2 separate regions of the Mus musculus genome follow, and region 1 is linked to region 2. A link is a contact called in public promoter capture Hi-C data. All regions are on one chromosome and are shown on one strand. Each heading gives the region's core, a stretch centred on a gene start, on an enhancer-like site or on the middle of the called end of the contact. The rest is flanking DNA. Distances are from core to core; before and after follow the strand shown. Region 1 holds the start of Zfp28 (zinc finger protein 28). Region 2 holds the start of Zfp418 (zinc finger protein 418).

The links. Capture Hi-C pulls out chosen DNA fragments and counts their contacts.
Region 1: a promoter capture Hi-C map of liver shows a contact between it and region 2, with 8 times the contacts expected there. The contact joins the promoter of Zfp28 here to the promoter of Zfp418 in region 2. A contact is called at or near these places in 14 of 39 promoter capture datasets (the 3T3-L1 cell line, 3T3-L1-derived adipocytes, the C10 cell line and 9 more), 1 of 15 datasets of contacts at CTCF or cohesin (large pre-B cells), 4 of 115 datasets of contacts at active chromatin or transcription factors (bone marrow-derived macrophages, embryonic limb bud and embryonic stem cells) and 5 of 9 other capture datasets (adipose tissue, embryonic stem cells, liver and 2 more).

The regions. Positions count from the first base shown.
Region 1 is chr7:6,381,739-6,384,829 of GRCm38.p6, forward strand. Zfp28 (zinc finger protein 28) reads left to right here and starts at 1,580. Exons shown (of 7, transcript NM_175247.3): 1 at 1,580-1,863; 2 at 2,437-2,528. The coding sequence starts at 1,656. Zfp78 (zinc finger protein 78) reads left to right here. Exons shown (of 5, transcript NM_001025163.1): 5 at 1-867.
Region 2 is chr7:7,169,899-7,172,783 of GRCm38.p6, forward strand. It overlaps Zfp418 (zinc finger protein 418), which reads left to right and starts at 1,455. Exons shown (of 4, transcript NM_146179.2): 1 at 1,455-1,660; 2 at 2,239-2,277. The coding sequence starts at 1,634.

The sequences.
Region 1 (3,091 bases), core at 330-2,829, 790 kb before region 2:
TTTTGCTTAAGAATTTTTTAGTATAAAATTTCCTTCTGGTTATATGAGGTGTTTGTGAAGCATAAATGGTTTTATATTTAGATGTTGGTTTCTTTTCTAAAATATTTCATTACGGTATGCACATATTTACCACTCAGAAAAAAAAATAACACTTTTGTTCTCAAACATTTTATATAAAGAATATTCTGCTTGCTCAGCGGTAGTGACACACACTTTTAAAACCAGCCCTTCCAGAGGCAGAGGCAGGCAGATCTCCGAGTTCGAGGCCAGCCTGGTCTACAGAGTGAGTTCCAGAACATCCAGAGCCACACAACACTCTCTCAGATGATAACTGAATGACAAAAATAGGCAGCTCACAGTCCTAAATGGGACATTCTTGTATACCTTCTCAAGGGTCTGGGAACATCGTATTAGACGAAGGAGAAAGAATGTAAGAGTCTGAGAATGGCAAGGAGTGCTGTGGAATGGTTTTGGGCATGTTGTGCTCATGAACTCATAGAAACTGATTACCAGCACAAGATTGCTGGTAATTACCAGCGCCGATCAATATTATAGCCATTGATAGAGGAAGGGCGTACCCCTCCACACCTAGCTGAGGAGCTATAAGCAAATGATGGCAGCTGAGAGAGTGGGAGTCATTTTTCTTTGGGGATGTGGCCTCTGGTAGATTGTTCATGTCACACTCCACTGGTATACTGGTAGGCGGCACTAACAGGGCTATATTTAAAAAAAAAGTGTGGTGGGGTGGCAAAAGGAATGTGGAAGTATTGGGGATGGTTGGGAGAGGAGATGTGTTGGATATGATCAAGATACAGTATATATACATGTATGAAACCGACAAAGAATAAACTGCGCTCCCCTCACCTCACCCCGCTTCCCCGTTTCTCTGTGTAGCCCTGACTGTCCTGGAACTCGCTCTGCAGATCAGGTTGGTCTCGAATTCTGAGATCCGGCTGTCTCTTACTCCCGGGCACTGCGATTAAAGGCAAGAGTGAACATATTAAAGAGGCACCGCAGAAGAAAACCTGGGGAAACCTGCAGACCTAAAACTTGGTAGTACATACAGAGGGGCATTTTGAACACTAGGCACTAAAGTCGAGGTGGTCTAGTGGAGAGGTGAAGATTGCAATGGCAGCAACTGAATCCCAAACTGAAAAGTACATGCAACCAGAACCACTGTGGACTTGCCAAAAGCCCGCATTGCCCCAGCCCAATTCACAGCATCCTCCAACTCCCCTTCCTCCAAACAACCTCAAATCGCGCGCCACTAGCCCTGCCGCTGCACTCGTACGCTCCAATTGTCACCAGGACTCCCAGAAGCCTCTGAGGAACTGTTTTGAATTTCGCGGGACTCGTGTTTCCGGCAGGGTCCCGCGGTTCTCCCACAGGGTCTTGTAAAAACCAGCTGGGCTCTAAAGGATTTCTCCGCTGGGGACTACACTTCCCAGGGGGCCTTGTGCTCAAGCAAAGTCCACTTCCGGTGCGTTCCGGAGGAACTGCCTGAGGGTCCGATCTTTTAGGGCGGGGTTGGGCAGGGCGAGGGCGTGGCTGGCGAGGGCGTGGCGGGCGTGGGTGTTGCCGGGGGTGTGTCCCTGAGCAGCGGCCTTGAAGGGTGTCTGCAGCCTGGCTAGGAGAGCGTGCGCCCCTCGCGTGACATGCAGGGAATGGCGAGTGTAGTGTCATGCGAACCCTGGGCCCTCCTGGGGCGTGGCGCCCTCTGCACAAAGGCCAGGCCTGGTGGAGGTCCGGCGGCGGGGACTGTAGTTGCTCCTGGGAGCCCCGACCGGGGAAGGCCGCGCTCCAGGAACAGCCTGGCCTCCCAGGATCAGCAAGGAGCAGTGACCTCGGGGACCGCGCACAAAGGTGAGTGTCATGTTTCTGGGCTGAGTGGACAAAGATGAATCTATTCTGGGTGTGAAGGAAGGGTAAGGTCCGATGGTTCTCGAGGCCTTGGTGCTGGAGATGGTGTCTCTGGGCGCGTGATTGTGATGGTTAAATAACCAATCCTCGAAAGCTCAACTTGAGGCAGAGAAGTCAGGCAGAGGTGCTGGAGGGACGTTGACAACTACAGGGTCAACTTAGTTTAGACTTGTATCCATGTCAATGCTTCAAGAAATGAAACTCCCAGTGCGACAAGAGATGGCTTAGCCATTGTACTTGTTCCTCTTGCAGAGGTTCCTAGCACCCACATAGTGAGTCACAACCATCCCTAACTCCTATTGCAGGGGATAGAACATTCTCCTCTGAACTTTGTGGGCATCAGGCACACACACGTGGTGCACATATATTCATGCAAGTAAGACGAGAAAAGAGACAACCTGATTCCACATCCTACCCTGTCCTTACTCCCGCACAGGGTAATAAGGGTTTGGCATCTCTGCTCATGCACGGTGTAGTCTCGTGTAGATTTGGTGTCTAGTCCTTCCTTTCCTCCAGCTCTGTTTTCCAGAGATACCAACTTCCTCCAGGAGATAAACCGCAAACAGGAAGCTGCCCCTACAGGGACTAGACATAAAGCCAAGTCGCAGGTGAGTCACATTTCCTCTTTGCTTCCTGAAACAGTCTTGCCTTTTCAATACTTAATGGTGTTTATTTTCTGTGAAAAGTTTTCAGTTTAAGAGACCTGTCCTGGGTGCTGTTTCTTCCTACTCCGGTGAGTGATGGGCTACAGGGCTAGCTTCAAACTGATTCTCTTTCCTTTTCATCCCAACTGTTCCTTCTTGGTTGAAGAAATGATTCATCCCTTTCATTGTCCCATTTATCTCAGAAGGGTTTTTTTGTTTGTTTGTCTTTTGTTTTGGATAAGGTCTATCTACATAGCTCTGGCTGCCCTGCAACTCACTATGTACACTATATAGACTAGGCTGGTCTTGAACTCACAGAACTCTGCCTGCCTCTTATGAGTGCAGGAATTAAAGGTGTTTCCCATCATATTCTTCTGATTCTTATGTTCAGAAACGCTGCAGTGCTTCCACCTGGTTTCTATGATGCTCACCTTGGAGGAGAAATATATTGTGGTTAAGGCTTGCTTAGGGGGTTGAAGAGAGGGTTCAGTGGGCAAGAGTACTTCCTCTGGAAGCACAAGGACCTG
Region 2 (2,885 bases), core at 205-2,704:
GGCTATAAGAATACTATTGTCTGCTTGGCCTCTAGTCTCAGCCAGTACCTTTTGCTCCTGTAGGCACTTCTCACTCTGCACCCTACGCTAACCCAGGGACCTCCCTTAAGTTCCCTCAATTTCTCTTTCCTCAGCCACAGGATCTCTTGGCTTACTCTTGCCTCTCTTGATCAGCTTGCTCCTACCCCCTACCCCTTCTCTGTCTCTGTCTCTGTCTCTGTCTCTGTCTCTGTCTCTTCTCTTCACTTCTTCCCTTGAATTCTCTCTCTCTCTTGGTCTGTCTGAATCTTTCTAGATGCCTCAGTCTATACTCTCCCTTACATCTACAATAAAAATTTCCTCTTCCACCATACCCTGGAGCTATTGTGTCTTAATTTTCATTCAGAGGGAAAAGCAAAACAGCCTGAATGTTAAATTGTGTGTCCTTCAGAACAGGTATAAAGTGAACATTTCTAACAAAATTTACTACTGTTTCTCCTAGGATATAAAAATCTCTGTAATGTGCCCAGAGTGATGGCCCATGCCTTTAATTCCAGCACTCCAGAGACAGGAGGATCCCTATGAGTTAGGGAACAGCGTAGTTTACATAGTGAGTTCCAGGCCAGCCAGGCTTATGAAGTGATGCCTTGTCTTAAAACAAAGAAACAAATAATACATTAATAAGTTATTGTATTGAAAAAGAACAATTCAGCCATAGGAAGCTCATGCCTGGGGAGAAAGCTCAGTCAGGAACTCCGTCATTGCCTCACCTTGCCCTCCCCACCCTGTTAGCTTCTGCTAGTGCTGTGAATACCTGATTGGATGATGTTGTCCCTTTATGGTGCTCCTTGTTCTTTCCTGAAGTTACCTGATAGGACATTGTTCTGCGGGGGATCTCCCCCATTAGGACTCACAGATGGCTGCCTTGTTTGGTTTTTGCTGGATATTTTCTCCCAACTAGATGTTTTGGTATTTCTTTCTTCATATTTATTCTTCAATTTGGCTTACTCTATATTTAACTCACTCATTCTAAATGCAGAGTGGCTTACAAAACCTCTCAAGAGAGGCTCGAAAAGTTTTTCCTGTCTGCTGTTTTAACTTTCAAAATTTGGGCTAAATTATCTCTATTTAAAACATGCTACAGTGTGTCGAATATCTTTCCATAAGTAGCAACATATTTCTTCACTAAGCATGGTCAGAGATGTGTCAGCATTGCATCTGGAGTGTTTTCCTTTATAAATACATATAGGTTCCCCCAAATAAAATCCCAAATAAAATCCCCACTCTTCCTTTACTGCAGAAATATTCTGAAACAAATTAAGATCATTGTGAGGATGGATTATGGGCTGCTGTTGGTTCAAGCCTGAGCAGTAGGAACTACATTACCCACAATGCCAAGAGCAGAGTAGCAAACTGCTGAGCCAAAGAGGGCAGTTTCTGCCTGGGAAGGTCGACAGACATTGGGCGGTACTTCCTGCATTTTGTCCTGTCTTTGGTTTAACTGTCCATGGGTTGGTATTTGGAGGATTCTGAGCTTTAAAATCAGCAAGTTAGACTAAAGGTACGAGAGCGAACAGGCACTGGGTGTCGGCCAAGCAGACCATCATCAGCCGCGGCGGCCGTGCACCGGCCCCTGCGTACTCTACAGAGCCGGATGGCGGCGCTGAAGCACCTGGCTCAGGTAAGTGCCACATACTAGGCGCTCCCTCTCCCTAGATACTTTGAGTCCTAGAGCCCCTTGAGGACTCCCGCTCAGCTCACATCCTTATGAAAAACTTAATCCCTGTGTCCAGAACAGTGCCAAGCTCGTGGATGGGATCCGCATTTCTCGTAACTAGTCTGATGAGGCATGGAAGAGTGGGACCAAGAGAAGAGTGATTGACTGATTTGTGTGGGCAGTATCACGTTTGGCCACTTTAACCGGGAGCATTCCAGCCTAAAAAAACGGCAAGGTGAGGTGCATTAACTATGCCCTCACTACGGAGGAGCCAGCGGGACTGAATGGAAGATAAATGTAGCTAGAGGTTATTCAAAATATTCCAAAAGCTGCACAGAGTTAGAGCGGGCTGGAAGAGAATAATATGGAGCCCTCAGGAGAATAAAGCTTTGTGCAACATCCCGCAGCTGCTATGACTCAGCACTATGCATAGTTTAGAGATAATTTAGATATAAAAGGTTATGAAGATTCAGGACTGGACAGGGGTCCAGGTCCATGAAAACTTACCATGGTCTTTGATTCTTACAACTTTCTTCCCACAGGTTCCCAGATCTACAGAAAAGGGTATGGTCTGTATACAGGTGAGTGTGGGGTGTTCTAGTAAGTTCACCAGTGTGGCCACACTTCTTGCCTCACGTTGGTAGTGGAATTCATTTTTGTGGGGGTTCTTAAGAATGGAATGTAACATTTAGCATGGAGGCATATCCCTGGAGTCTGAACACTAGAGAGGACCAAGGCACGTTCAAAGCCAGCCTGGGATACATGGTGAGACCCTAAGAAAGAATGAGTGATTGATAAGATAGCTCAGTTGGTAAAGGCACTTGCTACCAAGCCTGAGTACTTAAGTCAGTCCCCAGAACCTACATGATAAAGGGAGAGAACTGATTCCTGAAAATTGTGCCCTGCTTTTCTACTTGTACACTCACATACATATGCATACTGGGAGAAAATAAATAAATAAATAAATAAATAAATAAATAAATAAATAAATACAAAAAGAGGGAGACTGAGATTTCAAAACCCAGTAGTATAGTGGGAATGTCAGCCGCTGGCTAGTCACACAGATCTACAACTCTGGGGAAAATTAAGCATGGAGACATCCTGATTGCTGAAGGCTGCTGTTTATCCTTGAATACGGGTGGATTAGGAAACAGAATCAGCTTTATTTTATTATTTTAATACTTTTAAA